Linked DNA regions of Sus scrofa: region 1 is linked to region 2. A link is a contact called in public HiChIP or PLAC-seq data. All regions are on one chromosome and are shown on one strand. The core of a region is the stretch at or near the end of the contact, and the rest is flanking DNA. Distances in the headings are between cores, read along the strand shown. Region 1 holds the start of DNAJB11 (DnaJ heat shock protein family (Hsp40) member B11). Region 2 holds the start of SENP2 (sentrin-specific protease 2).

Region 1 (6,826 bases), core at 637-3,136, 960 kb after region 2:
CTAGACAGCTGTGAACAGAACAGTCCAGATTCATGCTCTCCTGAAATTGGCATTCCAGCGTGTGTTAGTAATGGGGACAGGATGAAAATAATTTTAAAAAATAGGGCAATATAAGAATAGGGACTTGGTAGGGGTTAATTTTGATTGGTTGGTCAGAGAAGTCTTCTGTGAGGTGGTAAATTTAAGCTGTTATCTGAGTTTAAAAAGGAGTCACCTATGTTAGGATCTGAGGGAAAAGCATTTTAGGCAAGAGAACAGCTAGAACAAAGCCCCTATAGGAATGAACTTGGTGTATTCAGAAGAGAGAAAGGAAAAGTGTCTTGCTGAAAGGTGGTAAGGAGTATGTACTAGGTGAGGGTACAGATCATATAAGGGTTTTGTTCTTTTTCCCCCAGGTTTATTGAGAAATGTTTCTATAAGCTAGCATAAAGAGTTGGGAGCTTACTCTAAGTGTAATGAAAAGCCATCCACAGCTTTTAAGTAGAGAAATGACATGACCTGACATGTTTGTTAAAAATCATGCAGAAAAAGGGGAGGCGGTGAGAAAAGAAGCTAAGATAACTAGGAGTGAAGGCAGGGAGACCACTTAGGAAGCCCTTGCCACATGGGAGATGATGTGAGATCACTTGGCTCAGAGATGTGGAGATGGAGACTTGCAGACGGATTCAGGATATGGTTTCAAGATTCAGGATATGGTTTCAAGGTAAAGCTCTGAATAGGGGATAGAGGAGAGGTATCAAAGAAGACAAAGTTTTAACGTGAACAACTAGGTGGTGCGTTTACTGAAATGAGCAAAACTAAGCCCGGGGGTGGGGGATTAGTATTCTCTTAACTGTAATTAATATTCTTTGTGTGCTTACTATGTGCCAGTACTAGATGGTTTACAGATTTTCTCCTATTAAAATTTCACAACACTACCAGTAAACACTTTGCCTCAGGTTTGTCGATAAGGAAGTTTGCGCTTGATCCGAGGACAAGGAGGGGAAACTAAACATGCTCTCACCGCCAGGAAGTGGTAGAAGCTGAATCCGAACCCGAGTCTGTCTGCTTCCACGGCCTCTTCTCATCAGGCCTCTTCTTTGCCAAACCGAGACAGTTTTCTCTTGGGTTTGTTAGAGAAAGTAAAATATATTCGTTTTGTGTTTGTTGGGTTTTTTTTGTCTTTTTAGGGCCACACCTGCAGCATATGGATGTTCTCAAGCTAGGGGTCCAAACTGAGCTGCAGCTGCCGGCCTACACCACAGCCACAGCAATGCCAGATCCGAGCTGCGTCTGTGACCTACACTGCAGCTCGGAGTCTTTAACCCCCTGAGTGAGGCCAGGGATCTAATCCGAGTCCTCATGGATACTTGTCGGGTTCGTTAGCGCTGAGCCTTAATGGGAACTCCGAGAAGGTAAAACATGGTATAAGCTCTGCGTCCGCCATACCATTGGAGTTTAGTCTTTGCCTCCGCCCACTTCGCGAGTGTCCCCTCCCTAGCGGCCAGCTCCTAGCTCAATATGAATGAAATTCCGAGACTTGTAACCAAGATAATACCTCCCTCCCGCAATTGGTCAGTGCTGGAGGTGGAGCCTCGTGATTGGTGGAGAGTCCAAGGAGGCGGGCGGAGGGAAACTTCGTGTACCCGAGCTGCGAGCTCTGGGAACCCTTTCCCCAGCAATCTTTACGTAATTTTCTCCGACTCGCAGATACCGGGGCTGAGAGGATTTCTGCGGCGGCGCGATTCTCTGACGTTTCCCCTTATAATTGGCCGGGAGCTGCGGCTGCAATTCTGAAGCCTAAGTGGCCGCCCGCGCCGCCTCGGAGGTGAAGTGTACTGCGCTGATTGGCTGAGAGGCGCCGGCCGCGTGTGATGTCCAGAGCAGCGATTGGCTCTGACCCGCCGGGGGCTTCTCTCGCCGGGACTCAGGACTCCCGGGAAGTGGACTGGTAGAGGAGGGGGCCAGGTAGCTGTCGGTCTCGACCGAGTCGGAGACCCCGGCGTGAGGCGGCTTCTCAGGACCGGGTGGGCTGGCGAGCCGACGCGGCGGCGGCGGAGGCTGTGAGGAGTGCCGGGGGGCAGGGGCTCGCTCAGAAAGACCATGGCCCCGCAGAACCTGGGCACCTTCTGCCTGTTGCTGCTGTACCTCATCGGGGCCGTGATCGCCGGGTGAGGAACTGCCAGCCGCGGGCACAGGACCCTTAAGTCAGTCTTGGCTGGGAAGGAGGCTGAGGGAAGATGGGGCATTGTCAGACTGGGTGGGGGGTGGAGAGGGGTGTTGCTGTGGTGAGGCGGTAGAGAGGAGGAGTGGGTAGTGGTGGGCTGGGCTAGTGGGACAGAGAGAGCAGTGGGTGACACGGGTAAGAGGGGCTTAGACCCGGAGGCCCTTAAAAGCTAAATTTGCCCAGAGAAGTGAGAGTTGGATGCCCTACCATACGAGGGATGGGGTGAGGGAGTGGGGGGTGGGTTGCTGAGCTGAGGAGGAGAATGATACAGTGTTGAGTCTGCAACGAGCCATTGGGCTGGCATTAAAGAGGATGGGTTATGATGCCAGTCCAAGTGAAGAAGTGAGGAGAACAGGTAGGGAAGCAATTCTGGGACTGAAGGAAGTTGGATTGAGGGAGCAAGGCAGACCCTTTGTAGAGTCCTCCTACTTCTCAGCTTCTTGGAATACTGTGTCCTAGCTGTCACCATGCCTCACTGTCTATCCACATGGAGCATTCTTGAGAAGCTGAATGGTATTTGGGCAGAAGGTAGTAGACTGGGATTCTACCCACCCACCCCCACCCCACTTAGGAATTTTGTGACCTTGAAGGAACACCTAAATTCTCATCTCATTACCATGTGGGTGATAATGTGCCACCTGTTTGAAGGAAGTAGGGCCATCTGAACTCTTGAGAATCTCCAGTCTTTAAGCCACTATCCTATGGGCTTCGTGACCGACCACAGGATGTGATATGCCAGGTTCATATTTTAGAATGTGGGCAATAGTAAAGTCGTAGCTTCTAACAATTTATAAGTCGCTCTGAATGGAGAAGGCACTACCTAGCAGAGCTTTAAACTTTTAAGTGCTTGTTATTCTCTTAAAAGTTTTTTTCCTGTGTATATATGCTTAAACTTGTTATTTTTTTTTTCTTGTGAAACATCTTAAATTTCTAAAATAAAAATTAACTTCTCTTAGGTAATGCTTTATTGTGGTTTTTTAAACCTGTTTTTGTTACTACTTTAAGGTGTTTAAACAGGATGTCAGTAAGAACCATAAACTGTCAGCTATAAACTGCAGTCTTTCATAAAGGAATCTCTTGGAAAATGTGATGTTCATGCTGAGCTGTGCCAGCCATCTTTTCCCTGTATTTTTCTCAGCTGTTACTTAAGCATTTTTATATTAAGCATTTTCCAAGTAAGCCTCATTCTTTATATAGTTTCCTTTTTTGTCACTAACTTCAGTGAACCTTTTGATGTACTTAGTTCTTGTCCCAAGAGATGTCAAGTTTTTGCAGATTTTTTGGAGGAGAATAAAACACCTAATTAATCCTCACAGAACTCCTTGTCAGTGAGAGTTTTAAAAACTTATAAAACGATTAAATGATTTTTCCTGAGTTGTAACTAAAAGCTTATGAAGTAATTTTTTTAAGATACTGTCTTATATTACTTGGACTTTGGTACCCCAATGCATTTTTCCCCACTGCATTTTATTTTTTTAAATTAATTAATTAATTAAATTTTGTCTTTTTAGGGCTTCACCTGGGGTATGACCTAGTTCCCAGGCTAGGGGTCCAGTTGGAGCTGTAACTGCTGGCCTATGCCACAGCCACAGCAACGCCCCATCCAAGCCGCATCTGTGACCTATACCACAGCTCAGGGCAATGCCGGATCCTTAACCCACTGAGCGAGGCCAGGGATTGAACATGCATCCTCATGGATGCTTGTCGGATTCATTTCTGCTCCGCACTGTATTTTATTTTTTTATTTTTATTTTTTTTCCTTTTCTAGGGCCGCTCCTGAGGCATGTGGAGGTTCCCAGGCTAGGGATTTAATCAGAGCTGTAGCCACCGGCCTATGCCACAGCAATACGGGATCCGAGCCATGTCTGCAACTTACACCACAGCTCACTGCAATGCTGGATCCTTAACCCACTGAGCAAGGCCAAGAGTCGAACCCGCAACCTCATGGTTCCTGGTTGGATTCATTAACCACTGAGCCACAACAGGAACTCTGTCCCCGCTGTATTTTAAAATTGCTGTCACTACATTGTCTCTGTGGGAACAGTTTCCCATCCCCTTGGTTGAGAGAATGCATTTTTAGAATAGTTTTGTTGGCTAACTCTGGCAAAAGGAATAGACTTGTAAACATGCTTATTTACTCATTTCAATGAATATTTATTGGTGTCTTCTATGGGCTGGATACGGCCCCTCCCCTGAAAGTTTCTTAGTCTTATTCTATCTTCCCATTGGCCCTTCCTGCAAAGATTCCCTTTACAGTTAATTTGGCTCCAACCTAGTTCCTGGCAAGGAGGTCAGTGGATCTCCACTTTATCTCCTAGCTCTTGCTATGTGCATATTGCAGCTGCTAAAACTTATGGACGCCTTCATGTAGGTTTCAGAAGCTGTCTCAAATTAAGACTTGACCTAGACAAACTAATATAACTACTAGTGATGACTACAAAATTGATATTTTTCTCTCACAACAATAATCCTCACAATTTTAACATTCAAATGGGAGTTATTCACTCTTCAAGGTTCTTATTTGGGTTTTGACTTAACCTCTGTGTTAACCTCTGAAGTTAACTTCAGTCCCTTCATCTTTAACATTCCAAGAGTGCTACTCTTAGAACATTTATGTGACATAATCTTTTTGAATAAAGAAATACACTTTGAGATTATTTGACCTTTGAAAGAAATCAAAAGTCATTTGAAGTCAGTCATAGGGGAGAAAAAAAGAGAGCTAACTTGATCTTACAGTTCTTGGTTGAAAATAATGTGTGACCATAAAGTAAGAAAATGATTTTCTTGACTGAAGGTAGTTCTAAGAGAATGCCACAGATTTTTTGAGTAATTCTAGCATTGTTCAAAAAGTACAGAGCCACTCATTTCAGTACATAAGGCTCATTACAAATTCAGCTGCCTTCTCTTTTTAGTCATTCTTTTTTGTGTATATGTCACCTATACACCCTCACTTTCCTACCTCTTTGCTCAAACACAAAGGTAAATGTAAAGGAAAACATTTCACTTTTTAAAATGTCATGTATAACTCTTTAACGAAGTGTCCTCTCCCCCACCCGCAGGCGAGATTTCTATAAGATCTTGGGGGTGCCTCGCAGCGCCTCTATAAAGGATATTAAAAAGGCCTACAGGAAACTGGCCCTGCAGCTTCATCCCGACCGGAATCCTGACGATCCTCGAGCGCAGGAGAAATTCCAGGATCTAGGTGCTGCTTATGAGGTGAGTCAGGAAAAAGGATGAAGTATGAATAACACCTACAGATCCAGAAAAGACCATGTCATTCGGAGTAACGCTCCCATTTTCCGGGTCACTTCTTTTTAAAAATAGACAATAGATAAAGGTAGTGCTTGATGCTATATTATACATTAATGTTAGTAGATGCTGCTTCCTGCCCTTTTCATATCAGCATTTGTCTTATTATTTGTTATTTCAACAAATACATTTTGAAAAAAGATGAATGAAGGAAAGTAGGATTGGTAGATTAATAAGTAGATTGATCATCAGTCAGTCCATTTGGGAGTTGGAGCCAGAAGCAGAAACAAAAGCTAAATAAGAGATGAAAACTGTTGCATTTGGAGTGGACAGGCAATGAAATCCTGCGGTATGGCACAGGGGACTATACAACTAATCACTTCTGATGGAACATGATGGAGGATAATGTGAGAAAAAGAATGTATCTATATAAATGTTTGACTGGGTCACTTTGCTGTACAGCAGAAATAGACAGAACATTGTAAATCAGTCATAATAAAAATTTAAAAAAAACCCTCTAAATGAGGATTGCAAATCCACATGCCCATATGGACTAGGCAGCTAACATTCAGGGCAGGTATAAGATAAAATTGGAGAGTGGATTTTCTACCTTCATATTAGGAATCAGTAGGGGTCGCAGAGGGCTGTGACAAACTGAAGGCTTCTTGTCCCATTTCAAGGGAGCAGCTGTTATTCAACCCCAGCCAGTTTCTGCCCTGTACAGATGCAAACATTGTGTCAAACATTTAATTTTTTGAGAGAAGTAAAAATCCTGATTTTTTTTTTTTTGATAAATTCTCCTGGTTATAAAATGTTGGTAACTAATTCAATTTAAAACTTTCTTTTTATGTGCAGACCAGAGAAAACAGTGATAGTTTGAATTTGCAGCCTCTAATCTAGGGATCGGAACACTTTCATGTGTATCATCTCATTTAATCTTCTCTAGAACACCTGAAATATAGTAGAATTGGGCATATTCTTCCCATTTTTCTATTTTTTTTTTCTTTTTAGCAACACAGAGGAATATTTACTGAATGCTTAATAACTTATTTGCTATTTGGAGAACCATTATACACAGAACCTTTCAGCACTATGGTGAAAAAATTTTACAAATAAACTACTGATAATCTTTCATACGTATTCATTTAGGAGTTAGCTGTCTTGCGTGTGTTGCAATTCACCTCTCCCCTCCAAACAGAATAAGAGATCTGTGGTTATATTTTTTTTTTCCGCTTCACTGAGATATAATTGACAAAACTGTAAAATGCTTAAAGTGTACATTGTGATGATTTGATCTATGTATACATTGTGAAAAGATTCCATCCATCTAGCTAATCCATCACCTCACTTCTCTATTTTTGGTGAGAACAT
Region 2 (6,215 bases), core at 2,359-4,858:
CAGTGAAGGGGGAGGGTTAGAGCTCAAGGTGAGCAGCCTTAGAAAGGGGAAGGGACAGATTTGTGGTAAATGTAGGATGCAGAAGTGGCAAGTTAAATGACTTTTTAGATATGAGAAGGAAGTGGAGGGAAGAGAAACACTGAACACTTAGCTATGCTGGGCCTTGAAGTAAGCCCTTCACATACATAAACTTGTTTATTGTGCCCACAGATCTGAGAGGCAGGTTTGATGAACTCTGTTTTACAGATTCAGAAATAGACTTAGGGAAGGCCTGGTGCTGTTATTTCTCCACATTAGGCAGGCCAAGCCATTTGCAGTTGATGTGAACAAATGTAATGAAATCTAGGACAAGACAGCTCTACCTGCTTTTGGCATAACAAAGCCAAAGTTATTATCAGACAGATTGAATAAGACCACGAGTTCCCCTTGTGGCGCAGCAGAAACAAATCCGACTAGGAACCATTAGGTTGCAGGTTCCATCCCTGGCCTTACTCAGTGGGTTAAGGATCAGGCATTGCCAAGAGCTGTGGTGTAGGTTGAAGACTTGGTTCAGATCCTGCATTGCTGTGGCTGGGGCGAAGGCTGGCAGCTGTAGCTCTGATTCGACCCCTAGTCTGGGAACCTCCGTGTGCTGAGGGTGCGGCCATAAAAAGACAAAAGACAAAAAAAAAAAAAAAAAAAAAAAGACCAGAAGACCAAAAGGACATGTTTTTCTTGAGTACCAGAGGAGTTGGTGCCTGGAAGGGAATTAATCTTCAAAGTGGTGAGCCTTGTTAGATTTTAGGTACATTAGGCCCAAGCCAACATCTCCTCTATGGGCCCCTACCCCCTCCCATCAAAAGGCCCAGATCTCCCTTCCAACAGGGGTCAGCAAAAACAAAGCTGAGAGGAAATCTTTCAGCACTCCAAGAATGCAGGCAAAGGGAAAATCTGCAAGACTAAAGAACGGATTGGAGGGCTGGGTTTTCATTGTTCTGTGGAGAGGAGGTAGGTTTTGAGAAAGATGGGGGAGGGGCGCTGATAAGGCCTGAAGGAGAGGATCTCCACCGGAGGAAGGGGATCTTTTTGGAAAACTAGGGCAATCGGGTGAAATACCCTACAAAAACTTAAGCCATGAGGTTGTGCTCCTCTGCCGGTGCACGGGTGCAAGTTATTCAAACCAAGAGCAGAAACCTCAACATCCTTGTAACTCCCTGTGATTTTGGAGTTCTCCTCTGGGCCTCCGGTGAAGAGTTCCTGGGTCTGGGAATGGCTGCAGAAGGGGTGGATTTGGGAGTAAGGATAATCCCACTCCTTGGTCAGTGGATGGACAGTGGTCCTTACCTCTACTGTGGACGACAGGACATCGAAGGCACCAACTGGCAGACAAGACCCAAGCGGAAGCGACTGTAAGGCTGAATCCCCTTTCTTTCTCCACTTCAGAGGGTGACTAGAGACACTAAGAGGACACAAAGTGGTGGGGGTGGGGGGTTGTGCTCATGGAAGGGCTGGCATAGTTATTGTTTGTTGATGAGGTCCAGAGATATGGACTGAGGTCTGTAATTCCAAAGCCCTCCGACTTTTCTTGGCGGGTGACCGACATTCCAGTATTGGGTACTTGCTCCAATGAGGCAGAAAAAAAAATACGTTGTGATGTTGTACTAGACTTCTCTGTAACATGATGCCAATGTTTCTTAAATCTTAGTGGCCAGGACCTGGGAGAAAGTGCTATTCTAAAGCAACCTCGGAGTGTTCTGGTTTATGTTTCGAATGAAGGCCACTCCTTTGTTTTGGAGAATTCCTTCCTGATACTTAAGTGTTCTTGGTTTGACAAAAGCAAAGACCAGCTTTTATAGTAGAAGGGACTTTTGGGACACAGCTGAACTGCCCTGCTGGTAGCCTTCTTCATCATCTTCTTCTTCTTCTTCTTTTTTTGTCTCTTTAAGGCTGTACTCACGGCTTGTGGAGGTTCTTAGGCAAGGGGTCCAGTCGGGGCTGTAGCTGCCGGCCTAGGCCACAGCCACAGCAACACCAGATCCGAACTGCGTCTGTGACCTACACCACAGTTCGTGGCAACGCCGGATCCTTAACCCACTGAGCGGGGCCAGAGATTGAACTTGTGTCCTCATGGATACTAGTCACATTTGTTTCTGCTGAGCCATGATGGGAACTCCCTAGATGCTGTATTTGTAATAGCCACTTCTAAACTTTCTCAGCTTTGTAATTCTCCTGTTATTCCCAGACTATCTGTAATGGCCTGGTATTAGCTATATTTTAGGGAATTGAGGGAGGAGCCCATGCCCACATTTAGGATTTGCTTCTACCCTCCAGGAACTGCTCCTATCCCCAGCCCAGGCCAGAGTGGTGGGTAGCCACAGGTGGGTAGCTGGTGGTTCTGTGGCTCTAGGAGGTGGCTTGCTGCAGAAAAATATTTATTGAACAAGGATGAGACTGTACTAGGGAGTGTCTCTGTTGAAGTTCAAGCAAGTCTGGAAGTCCAACCTTAACTGAATCACAGATTAAAGATCAAGTATTTCCAGGGATGGATTCGTGGGCAAGAAAACCTTTGCATATTCCCAGGAGTGTTAGGTAGGGGACTGGATTTTCCAGTAATAAGAAGGGTGGTTATTTTTCTATTGTTGATCGTTACTGGGAACCTCTAGACAAGAGAGGGAGAGTAGTTAGCAGGACTTCTTGGCAGCTCAGGGGGTATTAGTAGGTACTACTAGTAGGCCACAGGGAGCCTTCCATTCTTAAGTGTCTGTGAAGACTTTTTTGAGTTCTGCCCTTCCCGTCCTTTTCCCATCCAGTTTTCCTTTCTTTGGCTCCTACTGCACTCTGTACCCACCTTTATCACAACAGCCTTTTTTTTTCTTTTTCGTTTTTTGGCCACGCCCAGGACTTAGGGAAGTTCTCTAGCAAGGGATCCAACCTGTGCCACTGCAGGGACTCTAGAAATTGCAATGATGACACCTGATTCTTAACCCTCTGTACCACAAGGGACCTCCCAATCATCTTTTTAAAAATTTAACTTAAGTGCAGTTTACTTACAACCAATTGTCTTGAGGTGTAATTTGTAATCATATCTCCCAGTAGACTGATCTCAAGGGCAAGAGACTGGTGTTGGTACACAGACCCTGGTTCAAATTCCATCCGTGGTACTAGCTAGTTTTGTGACCGTAGGCAATTACTTAATCGCTCTATCCCTCGATTTCCTTACTGATTAAAAGTGGGCACAAGGTTCTGCATCTCCTGAGGTTGCTGAGAGAAATGAAGTTGACTGCGTGTAAAAATACCAGGCATAAAGTATGTGCAAAGTAAAGGGATCCTAGCAGGGTGAACGTTTGTTAATTAGCCTGACTAACCTTTATTTTGTGCATTCAACAAACATTTAATGATCACCTGCAGTATTGCAGGCCCCTGGAGCGCTCACTCCAGGGTAGAGAACGCTCTTGTGCGGCCGGTGGGCTTGTCCCTCGGGCAGTCTCAGGATTGGCTCCGCCGAAGAGAATACCCCGCCCACATCCCTTGCGATCTCGTCAGCGATTGGACTGGAACCTTCCCGCAGGCATTCTGGTTGCTAGGCTCAGGAGGTGGGGACCTAGGTTGCGCGTGCGCAAACTGAGAATGAGGATGCTTTCCGGTCGGGCGGGAGGAGGTGACGTCAGGAGCGGTGGCTAGCGGGGGCCTCCTGTAGCTCAAGGGACGTTGTATCTGTGGGCCCTAGGACCGCGTCACAACTCGGCGACTGAGCCTTGGCGGTGGTGGCCGAGGCGGAGAAGGCGGCAGCGGCGGCGACAGCTCTGGGGTTTGCGTCTCGGGGTGTGTCGGCCGCCGCTGCTGCTTGGGCCTGGTATGTACAAATGGCTGGTTAGGATTCTCGGCACCATTTTCCGTTTTTGTGACCGGCCGGTGCCCTCTTCCCGGGCTCTCCTGAAGAGGCGGCGCTCGAACAGGTGAGAGGAGAGGGGGCCGAACGCCGGCCTGGCACTCCCCCTCCCCCACCCGGGGCTCGGCTAGCCTAGCGCTGACCCAACCAGGCAGGCCCCGCTTGGCAGAAACAGGTAGCTGGGCGGAGGTGGTCGAGGTGCGGATCGCGGGCGTCCTGGTGACGTAGTCGCTCCTCCCCGCTGTGTGGATGCGGCTCCTGATGATGGAAGGAGCCAGTAGTTGATGGTTAGGATCTTTCTCATCAGAGCCCAAGCTGGTTGCTGTTAACAAATAGAGCTTTGTCATATTTTGCTGCTCTTAGGTTGAATACTGAAAATTGAAGGAAAACTGTCTTTGTTGTGGCTCACTGTTTGCAAAGCACACCCCCAGGTGTCATCTGTGCGCAATAAGCGCAGTTAAGGGAGGTGAGAATCATAGCTTGCCCAAAGTCCTTTTGACCACACGTACTGTTCTCTTAGCAACAAGAGACAGCAGCTGTCTTGTTCTAAAACAGCTGTCAAACTGTGTGTGTGTGTGTGTTGTCGGGAGGAGGGAGAGTGATTCTGTGCTTTAGAATTAGTGTATGAGAAAAAAAAATAGATATCTGATTACTTTAAAAAGATCACTAGTCTGTACTCTAAAATTCTGTTAAAATTTTGGAGAAACTAAAAGTTGTTCTTTGCATTTACCTGTTGGTTTGTCCCATTTCATTGTGTCCACCCCCTTCCCTAAGAATTAATCGAGAGAATAAAATACCATACTAAGTCTGTACATACCCACACCCAACTTTTAGTGGTCAGGTATTAATTTAATTTTTTATTAAGCCTCAAGATTGAAGGTTGGTTTCTTGGAGCTTGAGACAAAGATGATTAATTAATACATGAATCTAAGAATGCTGCTCATGATGAAATTGGCTTTGGGCTAAATTCCATCCTATGTTCTAGAGAGGGCAAGATTTCATTGTGTTTTTTATAATTTTCTGTGGAGTTAATACAAGGATCATTTGAATACAAGTTGTGCCTAAAATGATGCTTAATGCATATAAGGGTAGTGTTTGTTTATTCTACTCCAAGGGCCTTGTGCAGAGGCCGGAGCATGACAGGCACTTGTATATATTTATTGAATAAGGGAATGTTAATTCCCTCTCCCTCGTCCTTTATTTTTAATGCAAATCTCTGCTGGTCAGGGAAACTGGCTTGTAGATCAAAATCCTGTTCTTTATTATACATCCTTAATTGATATAAACTCTTCATTGTAAGCCATTTTTCAGTCCAAATGAAGCCAAAAAGTCTTCGTGGGATGTTGAAAGTTATGAACCAAATGGTATTCTCCTGAGATTTATTCTGTTTTTTCTTTTGTAAATAGGATCATTCCTAATCATCTTTAGAAAGATGATTATAGGAGTTGCTGTCATGGCTCAGTGGAAATGAATCCGACTAGGAACCATGAGGTTGCAGGTTCGATCCCTGGCTTCGCTCAGTGGGTTAAGGATCTGGCATTGCCATGAACTGTGGCGTAGGCCGGCAGCTATAGCTCCAATTGGACCCCTAGTCTGGGAAGTTCTGTATGCCGTAAGTGCAGCCCTAAAAAGCCAAAAAAAAAAAAAAAAAAAAAAGAAATGAAAAGAAAGATGGTTAACTGTGAAGCTTTAACCTTGAGATATAGGTCCAAAAACTTTTCTGAATTTACAAATTTTTGAGATATAGGTCCAAAACTTTTCTGAATTTCCAAATTCTTTATCACTGTAATATAGTTTCCATGATAAAAACACAGTTAAATATAACACCCTTTTCTGGCTAAGAACTGTCTTTTTTTTTTGTCTTTTCTAGGGCTGCACTCACAGCATATGGAGGTTCCCAGGCTAGGGGTCTAATCGGAGCTGTAGCTGCCGGCCTACACCACAGCTCACAGCAACGCTGAATCCTTAACCCCCTGAGCAAGGCCAGGGATTGAACCCACAACCTCATGGTTCCCAGTTGAATTCGTTAATCACTGAGCCACGATGGGAACACCAGAACTGTCTTTTAAGTAGACAATTCTTAAATTGTCTACTTCTATCTGAAGTAAAAAATGATTTTCTTCTGGGGAAGCTGTCATCTTTCAGAAGGAAATTATTCTTAAATCATTTTTGGAGAGAAAGGGAATAACTGGTCCTAAGCTTTTACCTATATTCGTTTACTAGTAAAGATTTCTGGCCAGTTTCATGTTTGTAGTCTAGCCAGACTACACATGATTATATAATAGGGAATTTTAGATCTCCACATCCTCAAAAGCTGAAGACCTACTATAGCATAAACATCAGTTAG

The links. HiChIP or PLAC-seq counts read pairs in DNA pulled down with a chosen protein or histone mark.
Region 1: an H3K27ac HiChIP or PLAC-seq map of alveolar macrophages shows a contact between it and region 2. The contact joins the promoter of DNAJB11 here to the promoter of SENP2 in region 2. A contact is called at or near these places in 2 of 47 Hi-C or Micro-C datasets (heart right ventricle and mesenteric adipose tissue) and 1 of 2 datasets of contacts at active chromatin or transcription factors (alveolar macrophages).

Annotation. Positions count from the first base shown.
Region 1 is chr13:124,389,084-124,395,909 of Sscrofa11.1, forward strand. DNAJB11 (DnaJ heat shock protein family (Hsp40) member B11) reads left to right here and starts at 1,887. Exons shown (of 10, transcript NM_001244346.1): 1 at 1,887-2,150; 2 at 5,266-5,422. The coding sequence starts at 2,083.
Region 2 is chr13:123,426,307-123,432,521 of Sscrofa11.1, forward strand. It overlaps SENP2 (sentrin-specific protease 2), which reads left to right and starts at 3,609. Exons shown (of 17, transcript XM_021069989.1): 1 at 3,609-3,935. The coding sequence starts at 3,835.